Linked DNA regions of Mus musculus: all the other regions are linked to region 3. The links are chromatin contacts, called in public capture Hi-C and promoter capture Hi-C maps. All regions are on one chromosome and are shown on one strand. Each heading gives the region's core, a stretch centred on a gene start, on an enhancer-like site or on the middle of the called end of the contact. The rest is flanking DNA. Distances are from core to core; before and after follow the strand shown.

Region 1 (3,821 bases), core at 1,080-3,579, 540 kb after region 3:
TAAAGTTTGCAATACCAAGGGGCCTCTCTTCCCAGTGATGGCTGACTAGGCCATCTTCTGCTACTGCAGCTAGAAATATGAGTTCTGGAGGTACTGGTTAGTTCATATTGTTGTTCCACCTATAGGGTTGCAGACCCCTTCAGCTCCTTGGTTGCCTTCTCTAGCTTCTCCATTGGGGGACCTGTGTTCCATCTTATAGATGACTGTGAGCATCCACTTCTGTATTTGCCCGGCTCTGGCATAGCCTCATACGAGACAGCTATACCAGGATCCCTTCAGCAATATCTTTCTGGCATATGCAACAGTGTCTCATCCTGAACTTCTTGTCTGGTTACTCTGGGAGGGGTACTTGACTCTGGACCTTACACGTGGTAGGCTCTACGTGCTTTTTTGCCAATAAATCCTCCTGTGTACCAGACTTCAGAGACAGCTGTTTGATGAGTGCTTACAGCATGATATAATAAATTAGAATTCACTTTCTAATGTGACTCTAGAGACAAAGACTGCTCTGCTAGTGACATCATGTCGGGCTAGTGACACCAATGTCATTAGTAATGTTTATGTCAGGCAAGTATCCTTGGCCTGAACCTATGGGAAAATAGCCCAGAGTCCTACTGTAGTCGATAAGAACTGTCTCCCATGGGGAATAGGGGTGGGGAGGCCTGGCAGATGGTGTCCCTTTAGGACACAGTTGTGTTTCATCTAGTCTCCAATGTCTCAGGAAACAGTTTTGGATAAATTACTACTTCCTTTGAAATGACACAAAACTAAAAGCACTGTGGGGGACACATAGCTCAGAAGTCACCTCTTGGATCTTTTATCCCTGGTTTCACTGAAAAGAGCACACTCTCGTGAAGAAAAATTCTGGAATGTTCTGTAGGTCCAAGAGCTATCCAACACATAACCCTTCTTACATGAAAGATGTTTCCCTGTCTGTACGATAGCCTCCTATATTTTTGTTCAAGACCCTACTTATAATACATTCTCTACCTCATCTCCCAAAACAGATGTTACAGTCCCTTGAGTGTATACTATACATGTTTACAAGTTCAAGGCAACCAGGAAGAAGTGGTCAAAACACCCTTTTTTTCATACCTGCAGTAATAGGATCTTCAGAAACAGAGGGACTATGTATGGTGGGTCAAATGGCCATCAAGCGTGTTTGGGGGTTTTTGTTTTTACCTGTGGTAGGGCATGAGCTGCCAATCACATGGAACAGGAAGGTAGGCAGCTGGCAGCTGAGAACCCACTCCCCTAGGTTGTTCCCTGACCTCCACATGTACCACATATGCCTTGAAAGTGCCCTCCAATAACACACAAATAAATAAATTTATTTTTTAACAAACTGACAGCCAGTCATGAACTGGAGTCCATCTTGGAGTACACAGTGAGCTGGAAGACAGTCTGGCTTATATAACAAGATCCTGTCTCAAAAACTAATTAATTAAATGCTAGAAGTCCTCTACACACAAACCGAGGTCTGGTCTTTCTGTAGGGATGCTTCTAAACAATATTTATAGGGGTCCTCAGGGGTACGTGGGGAAGCTTAATGCAGGAACTATACAAAAGCCATGGTGTTTTATCTTCAAGTCCACACCCCCAACACACACATATATATAATACACTCATACACACACACACACACACACACACACACACACCACTGCTACTCATAAGCATAACCTTAATCCTTGGCTTCTGTGGTTTCATTTTTCATTTTATTTTAATTATTTGTTTACTTAGTTACTCAGTCTGGCCTCAGACTCCTTATATAGTGGAAACTGGCCTTCATTTTTCAAGTGCTAGGAATGCACACCCAGTTTGTGTTTTAGCTGTTAAACACCCTACTGGAAGCTACAACTCAACTCAAATGCTCCCTTTACTGAAAGATGTGAGCAATTCAACGGGCTGGGATCCCTAGGGACATTTCTCTCAGGACTCCAGTTCTCTGGAGATCCTGGAGAAAAGAGATTCCCACGCTGTAACTATTACCAACTGCCAGTCTCAACCTCTCAAAATTGTTTATAAAATGCTCTAAGATTGCCTAAGCATCTCTACATGACCCCGAGCGCCCATTTTACAAACCGGGAGGCCAAGAGGCTGGGAGCGTACGCTGCAGAAGTACAGGGCTCGCTCAGCATGCATGAGACACTAGCACTACAAAAAGAAAAGGAAGCCGAGCAATGGAAAAGAAAAGAAAATCTGGTAGCCTTGGCCCGGGACCCTGCACTCTGCTTCTCCAGCTCTCCTACCAAAGACCGGTGGCAGCTCCGGGGCGGGGCTAGCGGGCGTGGGGCGTGGGCCAGTGGGGTCATGTGACTCCCGGCCCGGAAGTTCTTGAGTAGGAGACTCCACATCCCGGGTGACCCGGGTTGGAGCTGCTGATTCAAGTGGTCTCTCGTGTCCACCACTATGGCCTGGACTAAGTACCAGTTGTTCCTGGCCGGGCTTATGCTGGTCACCGGCTCCATCAACACGCTTTCGGCAAAGTGAGTCTGGGTCAGACCGGGAGGGACCTGCTGGGCCGGTGGGTGCTGACACCCGGCGCCCTGTCCCCCACCCGTCCGCTACTCTCCAACCCCACCAGCCCTCCACATTACCGAGAGTTCAGTCGCGCTGGTGTGGACGAAGGGGTGAGAGGCCGGGAGAAAGCGGGCATTTGAAGGCCACTTTGATTCGCGGTCACTTCTATCTCTGAGCCTCAGTTCCTCATCTTTGAACCGAAGGGTTGGATCAGTTTCTCCCGGCGGCGCTCTGGCGCTGCGGTCAGAGACTGAGAGACTTCCAGCAGGAGGCTGGGGGCCTGCCTGGGAAGCACCGGTGCTCTTGGAGAGGCCGAGCTGAAGGGATGGGCAAGCCAGGAGGAGGTGGCCATAGGGTCATTCATGGGGAAAGAAAGGGAATAGACAACATCTTGATGCTTAGTTGGGGCTCTTATGTGGGTGGCAGAGGTTTGGAGGCAGGAAAGAGAAAGGCCAGCTCCAAGTTGCTTGTTCACAGCATCAAATGCCCAGCTGGACTTTTTCCCTCCATAATCAGAGGGCACACCACGTCGTTGAACGTGGGAGAACTGAAAAAAGAATCAGTGTGATAAACGCAGAGGTTTATGTGAGGCTGGGAACCACTCTGGCTCTGCTTACAGTGAGAACACCTAGCAGGTGCCATCAAGAGAGGCAGGTGATACAAACCAAAATGAAGCCACAAGGCTGACTGACCCAGAGGATCAAAAGAAAGTGTCTATCTGGAGAAAAGGCTCCTTAACCGAAACCAGAATGGTAGCTGGGTACTTGCACTCTGGTGTGTGGGAGTAAAGGTCTTCAGCTGGTTGGGAGCTAAGGCCCAGGCATCACAAAGCTGAGAAAGTTAATGTGGTCTCCTCCATTGTTGGCAGAAAGGCCTAGCTTTAACTTGACAGTTGTTTGTCAGTTTATCTGCCTCTGCCTCTGCCTCTGCCTCAGGGCAAGGCCTTTCTTTATCTATTTGCATCCAAAATCCTCAGTGTGCATCATCTGTCCTTTGTCCAGTGTGCGTGTGGGCAGCAGCGAACAATGCCCCTCTCCAAGTCTAGCCTCAGTTTCTTACTGGGCCTGGCTAGGAAAGAAAGTTGGTGTGGCGGCTCCCAGTGAAAGGCCTCCAGGCTTGTGCTCTGGCTTTCCTGGGCCTCTGTGCATTGAGAAGCTGGCTGTGAGCCTCGTGTAGCCATTTCATATTTACTTCTCAGGATTCTTGGATCTAACAACAAAGTCTGTCAACGCTGTGAAGTGCCCAGAAAAGACATGGGCACTCATCAGGGTGACTGTAAGGTACCTGCAGTGTGAGAG
Region 2 (3,820 bases), core at 898-3,397, 540 kb before region 3:
AGCGCTCGGGAGGCACAGGCAGGCAGGTTTCTGAGTTCAAGGCCAGCCTGGTCTACAAAGTGAGTTCAGGACAGCCAGGGCTATACAGAGAAACCCTGTCTTGAAAAACAAAACAAAAACAAAAAACAAAAAACAAAACAAAAAAATCTTTATTAGAGAAACTGCCAAGGCATGTTGCAGGTAGTTCTGCATTCATTCTGAATTCTCAATAGAATGAGAGCTCTGTCTCCATGGCTTCCTTAGTGTGTAGTAATGTCACACCATCTGTTAAGTAGGAATCTGTATCTATAGGATTTTGATCTACCTCTTCCCCCGGCCTTTTAGTCATTACATATTTATTCAAACAATTACAAAAATATTGGGGCTCTTGTCACTGTTGCCAATACAGCACTAAACTTGAGGTTGGCAAGATGATTCAGCAGTAAATGTGCTTCCCATCAAGCCTGACGACTGAACTCACACTCTTGAATACACTTGGTAGTGGAGAACAGACTCTTATAAATTATCCTCTGACATTCAAATATGTGTACATACACACACACACACACACACACACACACACACAGAGCCAGTGAGAGAGAGAGAGAGAGAGAGACAGAGAGAGAGAGAGAGAGAGAGAGAGAGAGAGAGAGAACTGGTAAAATGATAGAACAGATGAAAAGTACCAGTTGCTTGCTACCAAGTCTTATGACCTGAGTTTGATTCCTGGTACCCATATAGTGGAAAGAGAGACAAGTTGTACTCTGACCTCCACATGCACATCATGGCATGCACCCTACCCCATAAACACTAAGTAAACTAAAATGTACATTTTTTTAATTAAAAAGAGGACTGGCTTGTATGGTGGTACAGATCTTTAATCCTAACACTAACAGGCAGTGGATAGAGGATCACTGTGAGGTCCAGGCCAGCTAGGGCTATACAGTGAGACCTTATTTCAAAAACAAAAAATTAAACTGTGCTGGAGACATGGCTCATAAGTTAAGAGCACTTGTTGCAGAAGAACTGGTTTCAGTTCCAGATCCTACATGGCAATTCCAGTTCCAAGAGATCCAATGCACTGTCTTGTACCAAGCACACACACATAATTCACAGACACGTAATATACATGCAGGTCAAATATTCATACATATAAATAAATCTTTTGAAGAAGAAACAAAAACAAAGCAAAACAAGATGTCTTCTATCATGTGCACATGGTAATGCATGTGTATGTGATATATTTATGTATCTGTATATATACTTGTGTATACACAATATACATAACATATATGTATGTACACAGAGCATATACTATATAATACTGTGCATGTACATGACATATATGCATAATATATATTTTTTTTATGCATGCCATGGCATGTATTTGTGTTAAACTCTATGTATATGCATACTGTTTTATGCATATGTATATGTGTATATATGCATGCATACATGATATATATTTATGTTGGTTTGTATGACATATGTGTATGTATATATGTTGTATATGACATCGATTCATTTACATTACTTTGTGTATATTTATGTTTGTGCTTATGTATATGTAATAGCACGTTTTTATACATGTACATACATATATTAAACATGCATAAGTGTATAGATATATGATAGGGTATATTTGTGCATTATGTATTTATGATGCATTTATACATTTGGCATGCATTTATATATATATATATGAATATGTGAATATATATATGAATATAACTTTCATTTGTTGGTGTGCATTTGTGTATTTGTATGGTGTGTGTTCACGAATACCTTTGTTCGTATAACATATATTATTCGTCTCTGTCTGTCATGGTGTAGAGTCTCTGCATTAGTAACCTGTTCCCCCACATCTAGCTGGAGGGTGAAAGCGGCCTCTTATGCAGGGCTTCCGGTCTCCAGCAGTGCGCGCGACCCGGTCGGCGTCAATGGGCGGCGGGCGGCGGAAATCGTCTGGTGGCATGACGCACGCGCGGAAGGATGTTGCACCCGCGGAGCCGCGCACGCAGGCAAGTCCAAGGGCTGCCGGGAGGAGCACCGTATTATCGATGGCGGCCCTGGCGTCGGTGCCCGCGCTCGCGGGGGCTGCCGGGAGGAGCGCCGCGCCGTCGATGACCGCGCACGTTCACGGGACCGCGCGCGCAGTGCGGGCGGTCACCATCTTGGTACCTACGGCAGCGCGGTGCAGGCGCGAGTCGGGGCGTCCCTCGCTTGACGGTGGCGCGCTGTGGATAAATAAGCAGCGGGGACAGGCCGGCCTCCAGCGTCGCCGCGCTCGCGCCCGCGTGCAGGGCGGAGAGCGCTGAGCCTCGGGGGGGGCGGCGCGGGACAGCGAGGCCGCGACCCTGCCGGGCCCCGCCCAGCCCGCCGGGCCCGCCCCCGGCCGCTCCGCTGCCTGCCGGGCCGCGCAGATGGGATAAGCGGCGAAGATGTTCAGCTTCGAAGGCGACTTCAAGACAAGGCCCAAAGTGTCTCTCGGTGGCGCGAGCAGGAAGGTGAGGCGGTGCGGCCCGAGGTGTTAACCGAACCCGGGTCTGACAGCACCCAGGCGGCGCTGCTCCGCTGTAAGGTGTGGAGCGAGCTCCAGCCGGGTGCGGCTGCGGTGCAGTCCTGACAGGTTTGTGAGGAGGCTCCAGAGGAGCGCTGTCGAGCCGCGGACTGAGCGGCTGGGTCATTCATTGCGACCTCGCGGCCGCCTGCCCAAGGGCCGCAGTTTTGACCTGGAAGCACGTGCACTGGCAGTCTGGCTGGGGGCGTTACACAGTTAGCTGTCCAGCAGGGCGAGGCAGGTGCCCCCGCCCCCATTCCGCCCTTTAAGAACTCTTTACAAGCTATAAACTTGACATACCCGCTCCTCACAAAGCTTGGAGTGAGTGCCTTGCCCTCAAGAACAGCTTAGGGAAGAGTCCCTCGTGCCTGTGAAGTGGGAGGGGGCAGGTAGGACAAGGTCTTTGTAATCTGCATCGCGCTTTAGCTTGCCCCACTCGGAGCAATACAGAGTTTTGCCTGCCTGAGGCCTGAGGCCCCGGTCGCTTTTGGACCTTTGCTTGGTGATGGTTTTGACACTGGTCGGCTTTTTGGGGCTGTCTGAAGGATGAAGGCAATCGGCCGTGATGCTCTAGGCCGAGCCCGGAATCCAGACAGGATCCCTAGAGTTGTTAAAAGGATTTTTTTTTCCCATTAGGCGAAATTTTAAAGCTTTATTTTAAAAATTTATACATATGAGTGTTTGCCTGCATGTATGTAATGTGCACCACAGGCTTGCTTAGTTCCCGCAGAGGTCAGAAGAGGGCTTCCGATCTCCTGGAACTGGAGTTAAGGACACTTGTGAGTTGACATGTGGGTAGTAGGAAGAAAACCCAGACCCTCAGTAAAAGCAATAAGTGACCTTAACTGCTTAGCCATCTCCCTAGCCCTTTAATGTAAAATTTTTTGTCTTTTTTTTTCCCCCAAATTATTGTACGTTTGAGAGCAGTGTTGCTGAGCCTTTGCTCCAGCTTCATTTTATAAAGGATTTTTATCTGGACACACATTTGTAAATGGTCACTCCTGAAAACGAATGTCCCATCCTACCCATAATTGTTCTTCACCAAGCAAACTGCTTTTCTGACCAGTTTCTACAGGTCACTTTTAACGTTGAGCTTCGTGCAAACGAGGTCAGATGAAGCTTGGTCAGCCTCTGTGCCTTGCTTCTTGAGCTAGGTGCTTTCTTTGATAGATTCTTCCATCCCACTGTGTCCCTGTTAGTTCAGGACCTGAAAAAACCATAATTAACCCATCCTGGTTTTCATGGGTGCTTTGGTGGATGTTGCTTACACTGTGTTCTGCT
Region 3 (3,775 bases), core at 158-2,657:
TCCAGGTCTTGCTGATCTGGTCTCAGAGTCTTCTTTGTTGCATGGCTTTGGAGCTGGTCCTAAAGAATCTGATGAGTTTCAGGGACTTCCTGAGGCTCCTTTAGTTTATCTTCTTTCTTAAGAAGCTTGCCTGCAGGATAAAATGTTTCAACTTCAGAGGAAACTATTACACAACATGTGGTCACACTATTCAAGAGAGACCCTCTTCCCTACCAGGTGGGAAAGTGAACTTTCATTCACTCATCTCTTTCACGGCTCCATCCTTCATCTGCCCCCACGCCCATTAAATACTGCTTGGGGTACTGAGGCAGAAGGAAGGGAAATTCAATGATGTGGCTATGCTAGAAAGAAGTTCAAGGTCAGCCCGGGCAGCTTCTTGAGCCTTGTCTGAAAACCGAAAACAAGAGAAGGGCTGGAGGAGCACACGTGGCAGGCCCTGAGTATGGAAAAAGAAAAGGGAAAAAACGCTCTTGGCGCCATGGCTCAAGGCTGTAATGCCTGGCCTGTAGTACTCCAGGAGGTTAAGGCAGGAGGGTGGGAAGACCAACCTAGACTACATACAAAAAGACGGGTTCAGGCGCATCAGATGAAAGGGTTTGTGTGTACACGTGTTGAAGTCTCCTGAGGGCATGGAGGCCAAGACTGAATAGAGTCCATACTTTTAAGGACCAGACTAGGGACCAAGGTCCTTCTTGAAGAGCACTCAGCCACGACCGGCCTGCACCTGCAGAGGGCGCCGCAGACACACTGAAGCGAAGTGAGCCTCCAGATGGGTGCGAGAGCAAGGCCAGCAAAGTTTCTGGGAAAGGCTTCTCCTCTAAGAACTCGAGAGCTTCAGACAGGAGGGGATATGAAAGTTGGTAGAAAGAACAGAAAAGAAAGAGACGGTTTAAAAAAAAAAAAAAAAAAAAAAAAAAGAGTGCTGCCACTGACCCCAATCGTTCAGGTTTGAATCTGTTTTCCCATCTACAGAGCAGATTGGGGGGAGGGGGAGGGCGTGGGGGGGGTGGAGCGGGGTTTCGGAAAGTGCTCTTACAGGATTCCAACACTACTTAGATTCAAACTCCAAGTGCCGCCTGCCCTCTTTGCTCCTCCCCAGTCTGAGCATCCCCGCCGCTGAGCTTGGAGTAGCGGATGTGAGCAACGCAGCAATCCTGAGTCCGGACTCCGCGAGGCCTTGGCACGAGGGGAAAACCTCGGACACCCACCCGGCCAGAGTCCCATCGGACCTGTTCTCTTTTCCCTAACCATCTCCACCCCGAGCACCCTGTCACCTGGGCGCTCCGGGGGTGCGGGCCCGGCGGGCGGGGCGCGGGGCGGGGATGGGGGTGGGGGCTGATGCCCCGTGGAAGGAGGCTGGCCACGTGACTCCCGAGGCTCAGCTGGGCTGCCAGGCGGGGAGCGCCGCTTCGGCCCAGGAGGAGGTGGTGGGCGCGCAGCCCGAGCTGCGCGGGACTGGCCGTCGGGGTCCCGGGACGGCGAACCCCGGGGAGCGCCCATGCCATGGAGAAGCTGGCGGCCGGGCTGGCCGGGCTGCGCTGGAGCATGGGCGCTTTCCCGCTGGACCTCATCGTCAGCCGCTGCCGCCTGCCCACGCTCGCCTGCCTCGGACCAGGTACCCGGTGTCTAGAGGGGAGACGGAGGCGGAGGATGCGAAAAGTCGGGGCTTCGCTCTGTTGGAGCTGGCAGGACTTACAGGCGCATTCAGTCACTACCCTCCCTGTCCCCGTTGATGGGGGGCTTTGCTTGTCTTCTGGGGCTGCTCCTGGCACAACCGGAGCCCCCAAGTCTGGGAGCCGCTTCTGGGCCCCTCCGACCCCCCACAGGGTTAGTAACTGGCCGCAGGGTTGCAACAAAGTTTTCAGTCCCCCTGGAGCCAGTAGCGATGCTGAGTCTGTGGGCCGCTCTGTCGGTGCACCCCGCTTTCCCGGCGCCTATCGGCCCCTGCCCAGGCCGCACCCCCTTGATCCCTTTGTCTTCCAGCCTCTCACCTTCATCGTACCGCATCTCTTGGACCACGATAGGTCTTTCCCTACCATCCCCGCTAGTCCCTTTTTGGGACCTTTCCTGAACCGTCCTTTGACATCCTGAGGTCTTTTGGCAACGGGCAGACTATCCTCCGGAGAGGCCTGAGTGAGCGGGCCGGCCACCAGGCACCCCCCTCCCACACACACACACCCTTCCCTATCTCAGCAGAGGACCCCCGGCCCTCCCCCACCTCTCGTCCTATTTCGCCAGCAGGTGCGGGTGTTCCGATGATGGGACCGAATATAGGAGAGCCTGAAGGCTGCACAGAGCAAGAGGACTGTAGTGTTGGGGGAAAGGGGAGCTGTTTGGTTGGGGGAGGGGCGGGAGCCGGGGCTGGCAGCCAGGCTGGGGGTTTTGTGTGTGAGAAGAATAGGGGTTTGGCCCGCGTTGGCACACTCGCTTCCCTGAATGCTAATGGGACTCCTGTGCTGTTCTTGGACTGGCAGCCCCTCCTCAGACCCGCAACAGCAAGAACTGGGCACAGTGAGCACCAGGCGGGCCGAAGCAGGCTCAGTGGGACTTCAGTGTGTCCCGGTCCTTTAGGTGGAATACCTGGCAGTCTAACTCTGGTGGGACCTCACTCACTGCTCAGCGTGAGATCCCAGGACTGCGCTTGCAGCTGGACTGTGTCTGCTTGTGAATAGGAAATTCTGCCCTAGGTTCTTCCTGCTCACTTCCCACGCATCTCTTTGACACCCTTTTCTTTGAGTTCTTTTCTGAGCGCTTCTTTATGGCTAGGACTTCTCTGTGCTTCCCTGACACCTGTGCGCCCCATTCCACAGGGCTGCTGGCTTTTGGGGAGGGCCAAGGAGTATGGACATTCATTCATTAAGTGAATGAATGAATGAGCAATAGTGTGGGATGGCCTAGCTGTCTGTGACAGTGTGGTTATTACTGTCGTAACCATTAGAATAAAAATGTATGCTTGAAATTGTGTGTCCTTGGAAGTCCTCTCGTTGGTATGCATTCAGGAGGGGTCCCCTGGTAGGATCTTGAGACTGAGTTGTGCTGTTTGGATGACAAGCATTTGTCTTGTTGGGTGCAGCTGAACTATTGCTGAGGGTGACCCCTGGCTATTGGTGTGTATACCTGTGTGGCTTTGGCCTGTGTCTCTGTGGAGGAGTGGGGGGTGGGGCTTGTTAGATTAGCTCCAAGGAGAGCTTGTAGAGCTGGAGGAGAAACAACAAACCTCCCCTGTGCATATTTGCACTTTAGTGCACATACATCCTCACACCCAGAATGGGAGATCTTCCCCTGAAAGCCCTGCATACCCCACCCATTGTTCACCCCACATAGACATGCTTTATGAAGTCCCCCGCTGTTAGAGTAAACCATTTCCCATTCATTGGGCTGGTAGAAAAATTGTAAGATGTGTGTGTGTGTGTGTGTGTGTGTGTATGCCCACACGCGCGTGTGCACGTGAGGGGGCTGGGAAGGAGACATCCCCACCCCCACTGTGCCCACCAGCTGCATCCAGGATACGCCCCATCAGTCTCCTGGAAGCTGGGCTGCCCCCTCCTGCTCCCCTGGAAACCGTTGCTGGGGATGGAGCCTCTTGAGCCCAGACCCCTCCCAACCCCTGCACCTCTGCCCCTGGGCTGTTTCCCTCAGACTAGACTCCTTCCCCCTCCCCCACTCTGCTTTCCTAAATCCAGTGCCTGTGCTACCCCAACTTTAAGAAATAGCTTCTCTGGGGTGGGGTTTCCTCCCCTATCCTTTGAGGTCCTGTGAATGTAAGACTCTGTGG

The links. Promoter capture Hi-C pulls out the DNA fragments that hold promoters and counts their contacts. Capture Hi-C pulls out chosen DNA fragments and counts their contacts.
Region 1: a capture Hi-C map of embryonic stem cells shows a contact between it and region 3, with 2.1 times the contacts expected there. The contact joins the promoter of Slc35f6 here to the promoter of Garem2 in region 3. A contact is called at or near these places in 1 of 39 promoter capture datasets (embryonic stem cells) and 1 of 9 other capture datasets (embryonic stem cells).
Region 2: a contact with region 3 is called in a promoter capture Hi-C map of pre-B cells, with 6 times the contacts expected there. The contact joins the promoter of Ube3c here to the promoter of Garem2 in region 3. A contact is called at or near these places in 8 of 39 promoter capture datasets (the 3T3-L1 cell line, the HPC-7 cell line, the SN4741 cell line and 4 more), 5 of 484 Hi-C or Micro-C datasets (the G1E-ER4 cell line and embryonic stem cells), 3 of 115 datasets of contacts at active chromatin or transcription factors (astrocytes, embryonic stem cells and stem cell-derived neural progenitor cells) and 1 of 9 other capture datasets (embryonic stem cells).

Annotation. Positions count from the first base shown.
Region 1 is chr5:30,645,610-30,649,430 of GRCm38.p6, forward strand. Slc35f6 (solute carrier family 35, member F6) reads left to right here and starts at 2,330. Exons shown (of 6, transcript NM_175675.3): 1 at 2,330-2,489. The coding sequence starts at 2,413. Mir5625 (microRNA 5625) reads left to right here and starts at 2,327; the gene lies at 2,327-2,406.
Region 2 is chr5:29,567,095-29,570,914 of GRCm38.p6, forward strand. It overlaps Ube3c (ubiquitin protein ligase E3C), which reads left to right and starts at 2,148. Exons shown (of 23, transcript NM_133907.3): 1 at 2,148-2,486. The coding sequence starts at 2,421.
Region 3 is chr5:30,103,789-30,107,563 of GRCm38.p6, forward strand. It overlaps Garem2 (GRB2 associated regulator of MAPK1 subtype 2), which reads left to right and starts at 1,408. Exons shown (of 6, transcript NM_001167879.1): 1 at 1,408-1,615. The coding sequence starts at 1,504. It overlaps 3110082J24Rik (RIKEN cDNA 3110082J24 gene), which reads right to left and starts at 2,298. Exons shown (of 3, transcript NM_001256263.1): 1 at 2,219-2,298; 2 at 1,275-1,626; 3 at 1-130. The coding sequence starts at 1,571. The coding sequence ends at 101.